Linked DNA regions of Mus musculus: all the other regions are linked to region 1. The links are chromatin contacts, called in public HiChIP or PLAC-seq and promoter capture Hi-C maps. All regions are on one chromosome and are shown on one strand. Each heading gives the region's core, a stretch centred on a gene start, on an enhancer-like site or on the middle of the called end of the contact. The rest is flanking DNA. Distances are from core to core; before and after follow the strand shown.

Evidence for each region. Promoter capture Hi-C pulls out the DNA fragments that hold promoters and counts their contacts. HiChIP or PLAC-seq counts read pairs in DNA pulled down with a chosen protein or histone mark.
Region 2: a contact with region 1 is called in a promoter capture Hi-C map of liver, with 2.8 times the contacts expected there. The contact joins the enhancer-like site here to the promoter of Casd1 in region 1. A contact is called at or near these places in 8 of 39 promoter capture datasets (the 3T3-L1 cell line, embryonic stem cells, hematopoietic stem and progenitor cells and 4 more) and 6 of 115 datasets of contacts at active chromatin or transcription factors (acute myeloid leukemia, bone marrow-derived macrophages, embryonic stem cells and 1 more).
Region 3: a promoter capture Hi-C map of liver shows a contact between it and region 1, with 3 times the contacts expected there. The contact joins the promoter of Tfpi2 here to the promoter of Casd1 in region 1. A contact is called at or near these places in 2 of 39 promoter capture datasets (both in liver).
Region 4: a contact with region 1 is called in a promoter capture Hi-C map of liver, with 2.3 times the contacts expected there. The contact joins the enhancer-like site here to the promoter of Casd1 in region 1. A contact is called at or near these places in 4 of 39 promoter capture datasets (embryonic stem cells and liver) and 2 of 115 datasets of contacts at active chromatin or transcription factors (bone marrow-derived macrophages and large pre-B cells).
Region 5: an H3K27ac HiChIP or PLAC-seq map of microglia shows a contact between it and region 1, with 8 times the contacts expected there. The contact joins the enhancer-like site here to the promoter of Casd1 in region 1. A contact is called at or near these places in 8 of 39 promoter capture datasets (the 3T3-L1 cell line, HPC-7-derived erythroid cells, embryonic stem cells and 3 more), 1 of 484 Hi-C or Micro-C datasets (bone marrow-derived macrophages), 13 of 115 datasets of contacts at active chromatin or transcription factors (acute myeloid leukemia, bone marrow-derived macrophages, craniofacial prominence and 3 more) and 3 of 9 other capture datasets (adipose tissue, embryonic stem cells and liver).
Region 6: a promoter capture Hi-C map of neural stem cells shows a contact between it and region 1. The contact joins the promoter of Bet1 here to the promoter of Casd1 in region 1. A contact is called at or near these places in 4 of 39 promoter capture datasets (the C10 cell line, embryonic stem cells, neural stem cells and 1 more), 4 of 484 Hi-C or Micro-C datasets (CD4 T cells, CD8 T cells, embryonic stem cells and 1 more), 2 of 115 datasets of contacts at active chromatin or transcription factors (astrocytes and large pre-B cells) and 2 of 9 other capture datasets (adipose tissue and pancreatic islet).

What each region holds. Positions count from the first base shown.
Region 1 is chr6:4,599,464-4,602,354 of GRCm38.p6, forward strand. Casd1 (CAS1 domain containing 1) reads left to right here and starts at 1,448. Exons shown (of 18, transcript NM_145398.4): 1 at 1,448-1,838. The coding sequence starts at 1,706.
Region 2 is chr6:5,236,205-5,239,095 of GRCm38.p6, forward strand. Pon3 (paraoxonase 3) reads right to left here. Exons shown (of 9, transcript NM_173006.2): 5 at 668-794. Among named protein-coding and RNA genes, the nearest start is that of Pon3, 19 kb to the right of the region's middle. Within about 2 kb of position 1,502, at least 10 of the 459 cell types and tissues checked have an H3K27ac peak or open chromatin away from gene starts, as enhancers often do. A contact at or near this core is called in liver, where this site is marked.
Region 3 is chr6:3,987,516-3,990,406 of GRCm38.p6, forward strand. It overlaps Tfpi2 (tissue factor pathway inhibitor 2), which reads right to left and starts at 1,421. Exons shown (of 6, transcript NM_001381907.1): 1 at 1,308-1,421. It also overlaps a transcript of Gngt1 not described here.
Region 4 is chr6:5,218,239-5,221,129 of GRCm38.p6, forward strand. Pon3 (paraoxonase 3) reads right to left here. Exons shown (of 9, transcript NM_173006.2): 9 at 1-2,891. Among named protein-coding and RNA genes, the nearest start is that of Pon1, 26 kb to the left of the region's middle. Within about 2 kb of position 1,408, at least 5 of the 459 cell types and tissues checked have an H3K27ac peak or open chromatin away from gene starts, as enhancers often do. A contact at or near this core is called in liver, where this site is marked.
Region 5 is chr6:5,166,118-5,169,008 of GRCm38.p6, forward strand. Pon1 (paraoxonase 1) reads right to left here. Exons shown (of 9, transcript NM_011134.3): 9 at 1,973-2,379. The coding sequence ends at 2,221. Among named protein-coding and RNA genes, the nearest start is that of Gm46949, 14 kb to the left of the region's middle. Within about 2 kb of position 1,399, at least 39 of the 459 cell types and tissues checked have an H3K27ac peak or open chromatin away from gene starts, as enhancers often do. A contact at or near this core is called in acute myeloid leukemia, bone marrow-derived macrophages and microglia, where this site is marked.
Region 6 is chr6:4,085,452-4,088,342 of GRCm38.p6, forward strand. Bet1 (Bet1 golgi vesicular membrane trafficking protein) reads right to left here and starts at 1,479. Exons shown (of 4, transcript NM_009748.3): 1 at 1,326-1,479. The coding sequence starts at 1,344.

The DNA of each region.
Region 1 (2,891 bases), core at 198-2,697:
GGTTAACTTTAACACAGAGGAAAGGACAAAGGGGTTCCCAGATTTTCCCAGTATCTCAGAAAGCCTTCTGGGAAGCACAACTAAGTACAACGTCAGGTTTCTTTATTTTTGGCTAGCATTAGGCCAACCCTGGGGGTTAGCTCTGGTTATTGAAGGTGGATCAGAAATTCTAATTTGGTGTTGATGACATCATAGTATGTGTCTAGGATGTGATTGGCAGGCCACATATTGTTAGCCCAGTTATCTGGTTGTTGTCGTATCTGATTCAATTCTGCCAGCATGTGATCAGCCTCAGATCAGAAGAAAGAGCCAAAATTAAGCGACCACTTGCAGGGAACAGTGCCTAAGTGTTTGTACACTTATTTAACTTTATTGCTTATTAGCATTATATCTATGACAGTGATGTATGTGATTTCATTTAAGCGACAAGAATCTTTCATCATCATATGATGATTGTGGCTGGAAACATAATTTTAAAAATCCTTCAGTGGAGAGGATGGGAGTGACTCGACAGGATCTCTAAGTCCCTTTTCTCTAACATTCGAGAATGTTGAGAAGGGTCTGGAAGCACAAGGTTGGGGTTGGCTAAAAGTTGTAAAGAAGACTTGCCAACACCTCCAACTCAACAATGACTTACTTGTTCTAACCACAACATGCAAATAGCCATTCTTGTCTACAAGGCAACTCAAGACCAAGGGTATGAATAAGAATGCTTTTCAAAGGACACACAGAGTGCTGGGTCTATTGATAATCACAAAACATTAACCAAGTTTAAGGATTGCCACAGGCAACCAATCTGCTACCCTGGCCAACCTTAGTGTCAACAAAGATATTGTGTAAACATAAAGGAGAAAGGGGCTCTTATACTGACATCCACACCAACTTAGACACACTGTACAGGATGCATCTACACCCACTGCAACTGGACAAACAGCACATTGGGCAGTTGAGTATTAAACGGTGAACATGGGCCTTACACTTGAGTTGGGTGTTCGGATTTACAGCCACCCCAACACCTGGCCAGCATCTTAGGTGCAGAGGAACTTGCCAGACAGGTCGTGGGTGGCCTGCCGTTAAGGCCCCACGACCGTGGGAGAGCAGAGAGTAGAAAGTCCAGAAAGGGTGTGATGGGGGAAGCAGGGAGTGTACTTTTTTTTCCCGGAACAGTAGTTCTATTGCCCTAACCTGGGCTCAGGTAGCTGCCAGTCCACTTGGGCATAGCCCCGGAGCTGACATCTGGGCCGGGCTGCAGGCCCTGGCCCTCTGCCCCCCCAACACCCATACAGTCACCATGCCTGTGCAGCCGTCGCCGCCCGCTGCCGCCAGTGACCCGGTGACCCCGGAGGCCCGTCTGGGCCCGGTGACCCCGGAGCCCCGGGCATCCGGACCCCCGTCACAGGCGCAGCCGCTATTAAGGCAGGAGGCTACCAGGGAGGAGGAAGGGGAGGAGACAGGCGGCCAGGGCGCCTGGGGCACCGGCACGGCTGAGCAACGGCGGCGGGGTTGGGGGGAGGCCGACGAGGGCACGGGGAAGGCCGGCGGCACGGAGGCCGCAGGCTCGGACCCCTCGGCCCGCGGTTCGGGCGACGGGCAAGGGAGCTGGCGGCCGCTTCTCGGCTGGCTACGGCGCCCGCCGCCCCAGTGCTGCCCCTGCGCGGCGCCCCTTCCCCGCTCCGCCGCGCACTGTTGTCATGGAGGAACCAAGATGGCGGCTCTGGCCTACAACCTGGGCAAGCGGGAGATCAACCACTACTTCAGCGTGAGGAGCGCCAAGGTGCTGGCGCTGGTGGCCGTGCTGCTGCTCGCAGCGTGCCACCTCGCGTCCCGCCGCTACCGAGGTGAGCCGGCCCTCCCCCCGGCCCGGGCCGGCTCGGCCCGGGGGGAGGCGGCGCCGCGGCCCCGAGCGCGGGAGGCCGCCCCCCGCCGCAGCACGCCCACGCGCCGGCGGCCTCCCGCGGCCCCGCGGCGCCCCACGTGCCCGGGCCGACCCCTGCGGGCCCCTGCCCCCAGCCTCCCGCTCTCGGGGCCACCTCCTGCTGGAGCGGGGCTCCGGAGGCGCGCCCGGCCCCGCGCCCCGGTGCAGGAGGTCGAACCAGGGGCCCCCGGGGGCAGCCCTGGCGGCACCGCCTCCCGGATGCTGGGGTCGCACACGGTGCGCCCGTGGGGTCTGCCTCCTGCCCTGCCACTTCAGGGCCCAACGGTTGGACAGCGGCTTGGGCCGCCCTGCTTACTTTTGCCAAAAGGGCCAGTGTGGCTAAAGATGCCCATGGCCCACCTCCCTCCCGTGGAGGAGGTGCCACCAGCCTTTCAAACACTTTTCAAGAGTTTGGGTTGCACAGTTTTTGTTTTTGTTTTTACAAATAAAGACACTGAGGCAGGATTTTGGTTTTTGTTTGTTTCTTAAAGGAGTTAAGGAGTTGACCGGACTAGACGTGAGCGGGCGAAGCAAATAGTTAAGCCTTTTGAAAGCTGGCCTTCAATATGGGTTTACATACTGGTGGAAAGCTGGAAAGGAACCAATGAACTCTTCTCAGAAGGAATTATCCTTCAGTTGTCAAGGGATATTTGCTTGTTTTTTTGATTGATTTTTTTTCCCCTTTCCTTACGATAAATGCCACCAGGACAGTCACTGACAGTAGGAGGGAAATTATAATGATAGGATCTTTTGGTTTTGACCTTTGGTATCCTAAAAGTCATTATATGGACAGCTCTTGGTGACTGTGAGATAATTAGACAAATGTGACAGCCACGTGCACATTAGCGCTGGGCCCATTTATACTGTACAGCCCAGTCACGAGAGTACTAGAGTCTCGGCTGTATTCCCATTTCACATGATCTCTCAAAGTGGAGGCCATTTTGGTCAAACTTGATGGTTTGTTTCTACCTACTCT
Region 2 (2,891 bases), core at 252-2,751, 640 kb after region 1:
CCCACCCACTCCCACTTCCTGATCCTGGCATTCTCCTATACTGGGGCATAGAACCTTCACAGGGCCAAGTGGCCCACAACTTCTATGAGACTCAGTTTACTTATGCTTGTTACTAAATGCTATGTGAAAATAAGTTAAACTATTTTGACTTGGCACAGAGTCAGCACACTTAAGGTAATCTTTATAAGTTCCCACCAGTTGTTTTTATTTATTTTTATTAATTTTTTATCAGCTTCTTCTTTAAAGAGTTGGACATAAAGAAATAACCCATCTGGCGGTTGGTTATAATACCCAGTGGGTAAGACTCAGAAAACACAATCTACCACGATGATTGGCAGGGGGAGTAGGTGTTTAAGGAGAGCACAGGATTGAGTTGCTGTGGCAAAGAGGTTGGAATTGGAGCTGGGAATCTAATTGAGCACCTTTATAGGATTAAAGAGCTTTCAGAAAGTTGGAAAATATAGAGACATTCAATCCTGAACACAGCAATGTCTACTGAGGCGCTGGGCAGTCCCACCACAGGGAGCTTTAGAAAGCTTTAGAGAAAGAGAAAAATCTTCCGCTTGCGAAACAAAAGCTGGAGAACGCCTGCTGAAGGGAAGAAAGCAAGGTGCACAGTGGAGGGCCCGAAGAAATAGACCGAAGACGCGTGGTTTTAACTCCATACCTCTTGAGAAGTTCATGTTTTAGAGTTTTCAGGTGGATGAGAGAGCGTTGTTGTTCTTCAAACTTAAATATCTCCACAGTGGAGTCCATGTTGGGGTGATTCACGACATAAAGATAAGCAGTGTTGTCTGAATGGGAGAGGGGAGGGGAGAGATCATTTCAAAGAAAGATACAATTTCCAGGAAGTTTAAGCGAGCTTCTTGAAACCGTTATTAGGCATCTTTAAAAACCCAATCATCTCCCAGGTCTTTAGTTTTGCCTTGAGATGGGGTCTTGCTATGTTCCCAAGCTTATCTTGAGCTTCAAGGTTCCAGTTGTGAGTTGCTGGCATTTTATAGGCAGGTACTACTGTGCAACGGCTGCTTTTATGGTACTGCCTGCCTGTCAGGTCATTAACACCAATGCTAGATGCTTCTATTTTTGGAGAAATTGAAACTCCAGTAGGGGATATCCCAGCAATTTTATCAACATAGCAAGTTTACCAAGCAATGGTGCAAAGCATGGGTGTTTGTGCAATGGTCTCCACAGCCTCACTAGCACGCCCTCTCTAAAGAGAAGAGATGGAACTTCAGTGGTAGGCAAACATGTATGTCACTCTCCTGGATGGTTTGTCAGCAAACAAATCATGTCTGCTGAGAAATTTTGGGGTGTGTCACAAAGGTCTACATTTCGACAGAAGTTCAAGAAACCTCAGGGCATGCGAATGCTTTCAAATAAGCCCTTTCCCAGATGGACAACGAACTTCTAACACAAGTGAAATACCTGAGTAGAGTAACTATATTTACTGAACTCAGTGGACTTGTAAAGTAAACACGCCAATGGAAACAAGCCAGCTAATCCTAGGCATCACCAACCTCAAGAATGCTCCCAGATACCTGCTTTCACTCTGGAATGTAGAGTGCCCTGAAGAGGATTGAGGGTAGTGGCCTTCATAGACTTATTAGAAGCTGTGTGTCTGAGGTTTTGAGGGACTGGTCTGGTCCTGTCCTCTCACTGTGAAATTTGTTCTGTATCTCTTGTTCCTGTTCACTTCCTCCATGTAATTACTGAACATGTAATGGAGCAGGTCTGAGGCCTGACATATGAAATTTACATTCAGGGCCCTTGACCACATTTAGCTGTTCCAGGCAAATTAGGTGGAAGAGGTGCTTAATGAAGATAAACTTTGTTCTACAGCCTGACAGTTCTCTGTGGGACATTTTGGTCTGTGAATTAATCCCTTAATTTAGGAATAAATAAAATAGGTTGTCAATCACAGAACATTGAATGTCTGGAAGCTTCAGTGTATGGCTGACAGATAATCCATAAGCTGATCCTATCTTAGAACATTCAGCTCCTGATATCCCTAACTCTAACATCCTATACAGTGAAATAGTCTCCGTTAATCTGACTACTCGGCTCTCACTGGAATGCGTTAGCCAGGGCAGTGTCAGGCAAACAAGTTGTGGCTGTAAGGGACTAAGTATAATGAGCTTCCCGAGTTTTACCGAGTAAGAGACACGCGATAAATGAAAGCACCTACCTTCTAACTCTGAAGCAGCCAGAGTTACTCAGAGAAGTCAACCCTGTATCACATTCCTGGCAACTCCAGCTTCTCCATCTTATTAAATGGAGTATTACTGTAACTTGTCTGATGCCATCACATCCATAGTCCCTCGCGCACCAGATACCTGTTTGCTCAGTTCCTATTCTGTCTCAGTCATTGTTCTGGACTCTCAGATTCCATAATGAATGTGTTGCATACATTTTTTATGGTGAATATATTTAGATAAGAAAACAATAGTAAAAACTAGTAAGTAGAAACAAATACTGGGGCAGAGAGATACCCCCTTCATTTATACAATGGCATCTGTGTGTTCAATGGATTCACAAATAAATTATATTTAAATTAGTTTGGAATTATGGGATATAAACAAGCAAAATGTACTAAAGATTGCTATTTTCAAAGTGAATAATATAAGATTTGTTTCTGAGGTAGTTTCTTGAGATGTGAGTCACATGCCATTAAATCCAGTCTTGCAAAATGTAAACGTTAGTGCGTTTTAGTATATTCTTAGAGTTGTGTAGTAATAACCACTACTTAGCTCCGGAATGCTTACATCAGGCCCCATGTAAATGCCCCACTGTTTAGATGTTCCTTTCTACTTCCCCTTCTTCCCAGCATCTGCCCAGGGTCATAGCACACTATCCCAGCTCATTCTTTCTATTGCCAAATGATACTGTAT
Region 3 (2,891 bases), core at 171-2,670, 610 kb before region 1:
TTTTGCTTTGACACAGAAAAATTTTAGGGCTAGTTGTATAATAATTATATTTTAATACAAGCTTAAGCATTAGGGTTAAGAGAAAGTCACTCAAGGAGAAAATAAGACATACTCGAGTGTGATGATATTTTTTAAAGGAAAGTAGCTTTTAAAGGGGAAATTCTTAGTGTAAAATGGCATCTCTCTTTCCCACATTTTAATCCTAAAACAGGCCATAATGTTTTATGTGATCCTGATTTTTATTCTGTTACAAAATGAAGAGGAATGTTCAGAGAGAAAAATAAGGGTTAATTTAAAATGTATTTCTAGGCTTTATATAACTTTTAAATATTAACATTTACCTTTTTAACACTGTAAGCTTGCAGGTAGTTTTTAGAGCTCCTACTAATTTTTGTAAATTACCAATCTTATCACTTTGGGTAATTTTGAATTTTAATTTAAATACTCATGTATGTATGATTTTCTTTGATTTTCCTATCTAGTACCTTTAGTTAAGGACACAAAACTAATCAATGTAGAGATAGTAGATGTCCACCATTGAGTCAATGTAAAGGCAAGATACTTTTAATTCAGTTTTCTCTCTTTTTAAAAAAAAAAAATGTCTTCAGACAGTGGTGGTGTACGCCTTTAATCTCAGAAAGCAGAGGCAGGCTGTATCTGTAAGTTTGAGGCCTGCCTGGTCTACAAATCAAATTCCAGGATAGCCAGGAGTATGCAGAGAATCCCTGTCACCAAAAACCAAAACCCCAAATCCAAAACTCAAGAACAAAACCCCAAAACTAAGCCTAAACAAACAAACAAACAAGAAGACCAAAACAAAAATCAAACATACAAAAATTAAAAAAAAACATGCAAGGTGAATTAATATACCTTTCATATATGAAACCCATTGTGCTAAATCTGGCTTTCTTCAATCACGTTCTCCCCTTGTTAAATCAAATAGGGAGGAGAAACAGAGGAACAGACTGAATTTAGTGATGTAATAAACTGAAAGGTCAGAAACCATGCCTTTAGAGGTCTGAAAGCCAACCCAAAACAAAATCCAGAACTGTTGAATATCAGGACAAAGCTAAGAAAGGAACGTGGTATTTTAAACCAGATACATTGAAAACAAACAGAAAACGAAAATCTAACAGTATCCTAAATAGCCACCTCAGAACATACAGCAAATGAACTTTAAACCAAACCCGGGGACAGTCACATCTCAGAAAGAATCAAAATTTTCCCAACCATGATTACAGCTCCATGAAATTCTTATCGGAACAAAACAAAAAGAGTCACTAAGCAAGACTACATTTCAGATATACCTGTGATAGCAGCAGGAGAAAAGATGGCAGCTAAGCAGAAAATTCTCTAGGACATGGTTCAGATGCTTGTCTGATAACACTGTTAGCCATTTGATTGGCGGAAGACAGTGGTCTGGCAAGTCAGCACACTGCAAAGGGCTTCACCTGTTACAGGGACACTAGGTCAAACACAAAGGAGAACAAAGGTGGCTCTTTACATGGCTAAAGATTAACTTAGGGTAGATGAAAATTAGGCTCTGATCTCCAGCTTCCAGAAAATCACGAGTGAGACTTTCAGCTATAGACAGAGGCTTCAGCCAATGTATTGGGGTGGGGGTGGGGAGTGTTTGTTTTGTTGTTTTTTTGCTTGGTTGTTTAGTGTTTGGATTTTGGTTTATTTCTTTGGTTTGGTTTGGTTTGGTCTGGTTTTCTCAGGAACTTTCTTCATACCTGTTTGCTTGGCTCGTGTTCTTCTTTTCCTGGTTTATTTGATACCAGGTAAATGTGGATAATATACTTTTAAATACTATCATCTACCTATCTTGCTAGAGTGCAAGTTTCTAGAGGGTGAAGTGAGTTTTTCTCTTTTATCTCTGATTTACACTTAAGATTTTAGAATAAGTTCCACAGAAAATAGGATCTCAGTATGTCTCTATATTTATTATTGGACAAATAAAAAGATGCTAGGTCTTATTTGTTCTACAACCCCAAATATGATAAGAAATGGTACTATAGAAAAGTTTATGTCTGTATGATTTTAAGTTTATTAAGCATAATATCATTTCTGCAAAACTATGCACACTGTGTGTTTCTAAAGCAAGAAATAACTAGAGCATTCGCAGTGCTGTACGCCATGCAGAACAAATGGCTTCTAAGCAAGAATTTGAATAATTTCCCCCTCTTCTAATTCTTCGTAACAAATACTTTATTTATCTGGAATTCTTGCTTGAAACACACATGTGTCTAATATGTGGAAACAAACAGAAAGCAAGTCCACTTGCACTAGCTCATGTTAACTTGCACTAGCTCATGTTAGTTAATTCTGGGAAAAACTCATTGGGAATTATGACAGATATCACGGAGGAGACATGGAGTCCACACTTGCATAGTTTCATGTTTTAAAACCCCCTCACTGATGGTGGAGCTAAGGGAACAGTGGCCTTTGACTGCCCAGCACTGACCCCACTGTGAAATATGGTTGCTTGCTTCAGTGCGAGTCAATACAAACCATTTTTAAAAGAATTCTCAATGTATTAAGATACAAGCATAGAAAACATCTTAGTAGAAATTTCATACCAACAGCTATGTTTAACTCCTATTTTCCAATGTGTAGATTCTCTTTAATACCCTTTAGATAAATGGCATTACTGTTGGGCATATTTGGTTTTTAGTTTAGCTTAGCACTTAAGAACTAGAAAAGTCAAGGGGACCAGTGCTTCCTTCTCTTTTCTGGATTTATGGTCATGAAGTTTGTATAACTCACGGTCTTATTCATATAGGAAATATTTTATAGGGGCCTATGTAAAATCATCACTATAGTACTAGGGTTGTATTTGTGGAATATAAAAACGGAGGCTCATTTTAAAGCAAGAAGATGGGTTTTTG
Region 4 (2,891 bases), core at 158-2,657, 620 kb after region 1:
AGGAGCTGAGAGTTCTACATCTTCATCTGATGGCTGATAGCAGAATACTCCTTCCAGGAAGCTAGGATGAGAGTCTTAAAGCACACACCCACAGTGACACACCTACTCCAACAGGGCCATACCTTCTAATAGTGCCACTCCCTGGGCGGAGCATATGTTTCTTAAAAACAAGTCTAGATTATGCTCCACGTGACTCACCCAGTCATCCATTGCCTTATATGAGTATGCTTTGACCTGATATTTTCTTACAGCCTGCATAACCTCAACAGGCAACAAATTATTTGCCCTCAGTAGATTCAAAGATGGATGTTGAGATCCAAGCGTTTTTGTAGTGCATAGTATAAAGTCATAAGAGGGCCTGCATTTGGTTCTGCTAAGGAGGTGTTTGTTAGTTTACTAACATGGCATAAGTAAGCTCATAACTTGATATCTTCTATTGCTGTGATATTTTGAAGCGTTATACTTTGTGTAATATTTAAGTCAGACTGAAAATATCTCCTCAAACATTGGTCATTCTAGGTGGTGAAAATATTCATGATTCTTTCTCCAAGATTTTTGAAATAATGAGAGCATTTCTGTCATCTATAGCAGTTGCCTTGGGTAATAACTCTCTTCATCTCCTTCACTCTATTTAACTGTAACTTAGAACTCAATGATTAAGCCCTCAGTACCCCTCCTCCATTCCCAGAAAACCCCTACTCTCTTGGTCTCTGGTAACTACCAATCTACTCTCAACTTCTTGGGGCTTCAGAATGGCTTTGACCATTCAATGGGAAACTGAGTGACGGCAGACATATGATTATCATCTCTCACCTACATCTGATCTCTTCCTTCTGTTTTTCTCAATGCCAAAGCAACTGTCTGTTCAGGCTTCTGGGAGTGGAATGTGGGGCCACTTCACACTGACTTTAACCTAAGCTGGGAATTCAGCTCTTTGAACTCTTGGATTTTCTAGGATATGGTTCACTATCCCACTCCCCTTGGATTTAGCTTATGCTTCTTTTATTCAGTTAAAGCCTTAATAGTCAAATGTTAAGTAATCCAGTAGTTATGATGCATAGGATAAAAAAGAAATTATCATATTTTTCAAAATGGACCGAGTTACAAGTGTGCATGGCTTTTAATCATTAGTTTTATTTGGAGTCTTCTCAATAACTACATTTTGTGCATGCATGGAGTTGTGCATGCTTGCATGCATATGTACGTGAAGGCCAGAAGACAGCTTCTGGGGTTGCTCTGTAGGGCATCAACTACAATGTGGTGTTGTTGTTGTTGTTGTTTGAGGCAGCTTCTCACTGGCCTAAAGTATACTAAATATGCTAGGCTTTTAGCCAGAAAGTACCAGGAATCTCCTTGCCCGGTGCTGGCACTACAAACACAAACCACACACCTAGCTCTTTTATGTGGGTGTTGGGGATCAAAGTTTGTTCCTCATGCTTACAAGGCAAAGAGTCGAACAGCTAAGCTCTCGGCAACATACGGCTGTGTTTTGGAACTTAAAAGGTGACATCTCCCTCTAACATTCAGCTGGGCTATTCCTTCCTTGAAGTAATGAAAGTTATAAAATCTTAATGTCTGAATAAAAAATGATTGCACAGGTTAAAAGTAAAGAGTATTATTTTGTCCTGGCATAAAACTATTTACAAAACTTTTAACTAAGCAGTGTTCTTTAGAATATAAACAGGTCTCCTTAATTCCCCATTACCAAATACACCTTGTGGGAGGGGATGACAGGACTCTCGAAGCTCTAGTGTGGCAAATGTAGCTCTAGCAGGCCTCTCCCTTCTCTCCTATTCCCTCTGCCTTGCTAAAAATTCTTAGATCACATTCCTAAAGCCAGTCCCCAAGATCTATTCCCTTATTTGGCCACTTCTCCTCCCAAAGCTGACTACCAAGGTTCACCTATGAAAGTATTGAAGTCTAGCAATCAGATGTCCTCTTTGACTCACCAAATTAACATGCCCAACTAAAATTAATCACCTTGTGTGGTAGCATACACCTTTAATCCCAGCACTGCACTCAGGAGGCAGAGGCAGTCGGATTCCTGTGAGTTTGAGGATAGCCTGGTCTGTAAGAAGAATTCAAAGGACAGCCAGGACTGTTACACAGAGAAACCCTGTATTACTCCCCCCAATAATAAATAAAAATTAATAAATAAACACCTCATCCTAATATGGAGGGTTTCCATTTTACCTTTATAATCACCATTTGCCTGTGCTCCATGCCTGTATCCTCCCTATTCAGAGACAGTCCTCTCCCCACCCCGCCCCCACTGCCCCCACCGCCCCCACCACCCCCACTATGGGATAAATACCTCTTCCCTTTCTCCCTTGTCTCTGCCCCCTCTCCATTGTTGCTGTTCCTTCTCCCTCTTCCTCTATCTCCTGTGTTTGTTCCTTATCTGTCCCTCTGGGGCAAATAAATCTTTGTGCAGAAAACTTGGTCTTAATGTTCCCTACGGGAAGGGAGGTGGTTATGAACTACAAATCATTGGTTTTTGTTTGTTTGTTTGTTGTTTTAACCAAGAAAGGAATTCTTTATTTATTCTCATCAAATTAAATTTAGATTTGTCCATTAGTACATGCCATTTGGGCATATATTTTTTTTCATTTTGGATTTATTGGTTCCCATCAGCTGGAGGCTGCTTACTAAGTGTTTATTAACTAGTAGAGAAGATGAACATGGCTGAAGGTAACTGTCCCGGGGCCTTCTCATACACTCAGAGCCAAGATTGGTGACATAATGGAAATATTGGTATAAAAAGCCTTATTCAAAGAAGTACACGAGCATAGCATGCACCAAGCTAGCTGATGCGGTTTTTCAGATTTCCAGAATCTTGCTCCCTGTATGGCAAATCTGTGTTCAAGAAAGGCTTTAGAGTTTAAAGATGA
Region 5 (2,891 bases), core at 149-2,648, 570 kb after region 1:
AGGCAAGACTAAAACAGATGAAGACAGACACTCAACTGTCTCAGCCTCATGAAGTAAGGAATGTGAGCTTGTTTCCCTCCATTTTGGAAACTGTTAAAAATTCTCTTACCAAATTTTGCTCTTCTTTGGACAATCTTAAATGCATGCCATGGATTCATTTATATATTTAATTTTGAAAGAATTAGCTTAGCTTGATTTGTCAGTAGAAAGGAAGAGGATATGGTCATTTTACTGAAGGTGTAATGAAGGCTAGGTAGACAAGAGATTTTTTTTTCTTATTAAAGAAATATGTGGAGTTTGCTTTCCTATGTGCCACGCTCACAGATAGTCATAACCAGTGATTCCGAGAGTCCAGCCTCCAGGATGTGAGGAACAAGGGTCACTGAGGAAATGAACACTCACAGCTACCTGGTGTCATGTGCTAAGCAGACTAAAATCACTTAAATTGCATTGTGAGGAAAGGAGTTCTTTTATGCAAATAGTTTTTACTTATTATCATTTTGGTTTTCTTGAGCTCTGACTATGAAGTCATAGATTAACATGACTTGCGATTCCTGGTCCCACTGCCTCAGCCTTCTAAGTCTAGAATTATAGGCATGCGTTATGATTCATGGCTAAAAAACTGGTTTGTTTTATGTTTTCCCTCTATGGTCCTAAATGATCGACAAGTTTCAGTTTCTCATCAAAACATTCCCCATGCCTTCCACCCTCCCCTCCCCCCCCCAAAAAAAAACCCCACCACCACCAGATAAATGCCATGGAAAGGGTCTTAAATACTTCATCCCTAAACTGGCTGCCTTAATGACCCAGGAAATAATCTAGCACTGGATTTCTGTCTTCACAACAGACAAATAATGGTACTTAAAATTTTCTCATTTCATAACCAGTATAAGAAGAGATTTTCTTTTTAGTCATGAGGGCTGTTGATCTTTCTGGGTTTTTTTTTTTTGTTTGTTTGTTTTGTTTTGTTTTGTTTTGTTTTGTTTTGTTTTGTTTTGTTTTAAAAACTCAGTTTATCTTCCTCTCCCCTCTTTCTTGGTCTTCACGGAAAGCCAGAGTAGTGTAAATAAACCCAAACAAGACAAAACCCATCTCTGGCATCAGCTGAGCAATGCGGGCTGGGGGCTGGGGCACTCAGCACTTTGACAGTTATAGAATATTCATGAACTTAGCTGTTACAAAAGAAGCAAGTTCCTTCTTTCTTTGGACCAATATAAACAGGCCATGTAATGTGTGAAGATAACAGAAATCAGGTTCGGGCGTGATAACCTTCCCAAAGATCGAAAGAGTCTCCCACACCCTGTAACTACGGGAAAATTGAAAAGACCCAGTGGCGAAACAATGCACAAAAGCTCCGTGCCTCCAGGAGCGAGCGGAAGCTCTGTCTGTTTCAGAGGAAGTCGCAGGGAGAAAGGGGAAACCAGAGTCTGGCCGCACTGGTCCATCCACTGACTTTATGAGGTATTGAGAGTGGTCTTCATGATAATACTTTTTCAACACCAGAAGTACCTCTGTGACCTAATGGTCCCCAAAGCTGACCGCACACACTCTCTCTCGAGACTCAAATGGTTTCAGAGATTGCATGTGTTATGGGAAAGTGTATTTGGAGTTACATAGAAGGAATTTCCCCAATGCTGTCACAGATTTCCTGGGAAAACTAAAAGGAGAAAAACTCCTTTGGCTCTTTTTGGAGGTCCGAGTCTACTTTCTGGCTCCACTGTTTCTGGGCTTTCAGTAAGACAGTAACTCAGCCCTGGTGTTTGGTGGAAGCTCAGAGCAGAGAACTAAGGACCAGATGCAACCTGTGAATGCATTTCTCCCAGGGGCAAACTTCTGTCAGTGAGGTCCTACCTCCTAGAATCCCCAGTACTGTCCCCAGCTGAGGACCAAACATTCAGCATATAAGCCTGTAGGAACATTTCATCACAGATCTTCATATTCAGATCAGAACACAAGTTATGTGGGACTTGAGAAATTTAGCCATTTTGGTGAAAAAAATTTTTTTAATTGATAAGTGGTGTCTTTAAGTAGTCTAAGAGTAATACTCAAGAAACCCTTGCTAGTTAGGATCTATTGCCAGGAAACTCTCATACCTTCTTATGTCTGAGACTAAGGTCAGCATTCATTAGTTAGCAGAGATCACTGTGGTAGGCACCTTACAGTATGGCAAAGGATTGAAATAATGGCCTCACTTTCGATGACGTGCGTGCAGCTGGCTTGTCACAGATCACAGTAAAGAGCTTTGTGGAACACAGTGCCAATCAGCAGTTTCCCTTTGTACACAGAGGCGACCGTGGTGCCTTGCAGGACGGTACCATTCTCTGCATAAACTACAGTTATTTTGGGGTCTTCGGATAAAATGTTCTGGATTCGAAGCACCTGTCAAAGAAATTGCATGAGGTGAATATTTTTGTTAAGTTACTTACGTCAACTTTGAACTTGGAGTTATTTCTCCCTTAGACACATTATCTCATATAATTTCCTCAATTGCGTTCTGTTCTAAAATTATTTTAAGGTCACTGTTTTCCTCATTTGTGATTGGTCGAGTTTTGATCCTTAACACTAGCAGTGCACATATGAGCACACAGTGCATGAGGCAGGGCATATAAACAAGCGCTGCAGCCTGGATGTGAGACCTTAGAGCACACTAAGGAACACAATAAATGGAATTCATACACTGAGTTTCTATTCGAGGAGTCATGATTTGATTGTTCAGTTGGTTGATTAGCACCAAGGAAAAAAAGTTCTGTGACTTGGAAAAGAAAGCCATCAAGGCAGAGCACCCAGTATGGCAGTGTGGGGGAGCCAGGGCCCGGGCATCAAAGGGTCAATGGCAGGATTCAAGTGACTTCCAACACAGCTAGCTCCAGGAAATTGCTGCAATGTTAACT
Region 6 (2,891 bases), core at 229-2,728, 510 kb before region 1:
CAGGAAGCCCACCGTGAGCCATGGATTATTAAGCCCCCACTGCATTTACTATCCGATGAACTTAACCTGTACTGGGATGAAGTTACCACCTTGGATCGTACTTTGTCATCTGCTTCCGCAGCAATTTATCTTCTGCTCCACAGTAACCCTGAAAGCTTTGGGAAGCACATGGTGCGTCACAATAAATGTCTGCTGTTATTAGTGTTGGAAAAATGTAGGCATATATGACTAATCATGTTTGAAAATAGTTCTTTAGGTTATTTGAGATGAACTAATTTCTTTCAATGACTGAAAGGATTCATAAAACTAAATTTACAACTTCTTCACATGCAACTACTTATTGACAACCCTGTCAATCTATATTACTGACACCATTCAAGGCCCTTATTTTTCAGTGGTTTTAAAGTCCACACATTCTATTCCTATAACCAACCTTATTGAAACTACTACCATGTCTCTGCACTGTCATGAATATTGTGTTCCTTCTTACATAATCAAAACCCATAACAAGCCGTGAATTATGAGTTGCAAAAGAGGCTTTAGTTTTCATACCTAACTTTAAGTGTTTGTCCATTCACTGGCTTTAACACCTCAAATTTTTAAAAACTATTTTTTTTTTTACTATTCCAATGTCTGCCAGAACAGCAACATCCTTTTTAATATTTCACACATTTTTTTCAAGCATTCTGCCCTTCCTTCTTTAAGACATGGCTAATAGAGAAAGAACTTCAGTTATTACTAAGCTATTCCTTCCCCTGACCCATTTAAGTCATCAAAACCAACATCTACTGCCTTAGCAGTGGGACAAGGTCTAGGTCAGAAGTGTTCCAAGTAACTCGCCTTTGACCCAGACCTTTCATAACAGGCACTTTAACAATAAGGACACGTAAATTCACCTTTGTAACTCACGGTTATCAAACTAACGCATCATTATTAGTGGGCTTAAAGCTTACTACTCCCCAAATGTCATTTCTTAAAAAAAAAAAAAAAAAGTTAAGATCCAGAATGAGTAAAGCAAAGGAAACAGCAAGGCTTGGGAAATTGGGTTACTCCCCAAACTAGCACATAGAAAAAGAAAAACTTATGCTAACCAATTCACCGCTCTGTGCAACCTAGCATATAGGTTTAAACTTTTGTCTAAATACAACTTCAGGAAACCGTTCGGAACTAGGACACAGGAAGAGAACCTTCTCCAAAGAACCCAAATAACTCGCTTTTGAACACCAAAGTCATTGACAGAGGGCCGGTAGTCTCCTCCCACAACCCTGCTCCCGACTCAGCAGGTCCTAGGGTCCCCAAACTTCGAACCTCAGCACTGTTCTTACCCAGGCCTGCACGCCTCATCCTGCCAGGAGAGGGAAAGGCGGGCAAGGAGGAGTGAGTAGGAAAGGGCCAGGGTCACCCGACCTCGGCTTCAGTCCCAGGGCTCCTAAGAGCAACAACTTTTTGCCTCAGAGCGCCACGACATCAGTAAAGTCTAAACACCGCGCCGGTTTATGTCGTCACTCGGACACATATAGGCGTCCTGAAATGCGATTACTAGTTGCATTCTGGGAAATGTAGTTTTCCGTCTTCTGGGGCACTGGGTAAGAGGGGCGTGGTAGGAACAATGCCTGGAATGGGCGGGGCTTCCGGAAGGGCAGCGACAGCTGCTGGGGCTCTAGTCCTGTTATTCTGGGTCATTACTTAATCCAGAACTTTTAGTATGGCACTTTTTGATGTTAGTGCCAACTTTAACCTGGGAGAGTTACCCCTCCCTAGCCGGGATGATGGTTGACTCTTTCATGATTTTCCCTTGCACTCCCGCTCACCCAAAGTCAGAGGTGAGAAAGTCAGTGCAAACTTTGTTCAAACAGAGTCTCATCTTACTGTCTGAGCCTCTTAGCAGGAAAGGAAAATCAATCCTCTTCCTTCCTGATCCTGCCCAGTGGAATAGTTAAAAAAAAATATATATATATATACACATATATATATATATATATATATGTGTGTGTGTGTGTGTGTGTGTGTGTGTGTGTGTGTGTGTGTATGTATGTATGTATGTATGTATCCTTGCAGTAGAACTTCCGGGTAGGGAAGTGGGGAGTCTCAGCTTCCTAACGCATTTGATCTAAGTCTGGAAAGAACTGTGATATTTAGCTTTTAAACACTCCACCCTACTTAGAGCTTTTAAAACGTACACACAAATACCTCATACTTGTTTCCATGGAGCATGTAGCCATCCTCTGCTACATATGCAGCAAGTACCCTTAGCTGCTGAACCACCTCACTACACACATTATACTTCATAATAGAAACACATTGCACTAACACTCTGCCCTCAGCTTACTGTGGTTTGATGGCTGAAAGAAAGAGTCTAAGTTCCGCCTTCTTTGCTTCTATTGCTATGTGATAATTTTCAATTCAACTAATACAGAATGTGAGATGAGTATGGGGATATAACAAAGATCCTTGATGATTTTATCACAAGTTCTTATTCAAGTACAACATGTGACTATGGGAACTATAAGTGTTCATACTCGAGCATAAACATGCCATCTTCACCTTGTAGCTTTTAATATCTTGCAAAATTTGATGAGTCAGAGGGCTATCAGAATCCAGAGCATATTAATGAAGAACAATAAAAACACTTATTACAAATATATCATTTGCACATGAGCATGTTATATTATGCCATTAGACTTCATTTGCATGATACAAGATCAAAGACAAAAATTATTAAGAGTTTCAGAACAATGAGGCACACCAAACAAGTGTGGGGGTTTGAGCAAGGGCACAGGGTCACTACATTGGCTGCATAACCATAAACTTGCATTTGTCTTAGGAAACATTTTTTGATTATTCAAGGTCATAATTCATAGAAGAAGAGGAAAGAAATGGGAATATATGAA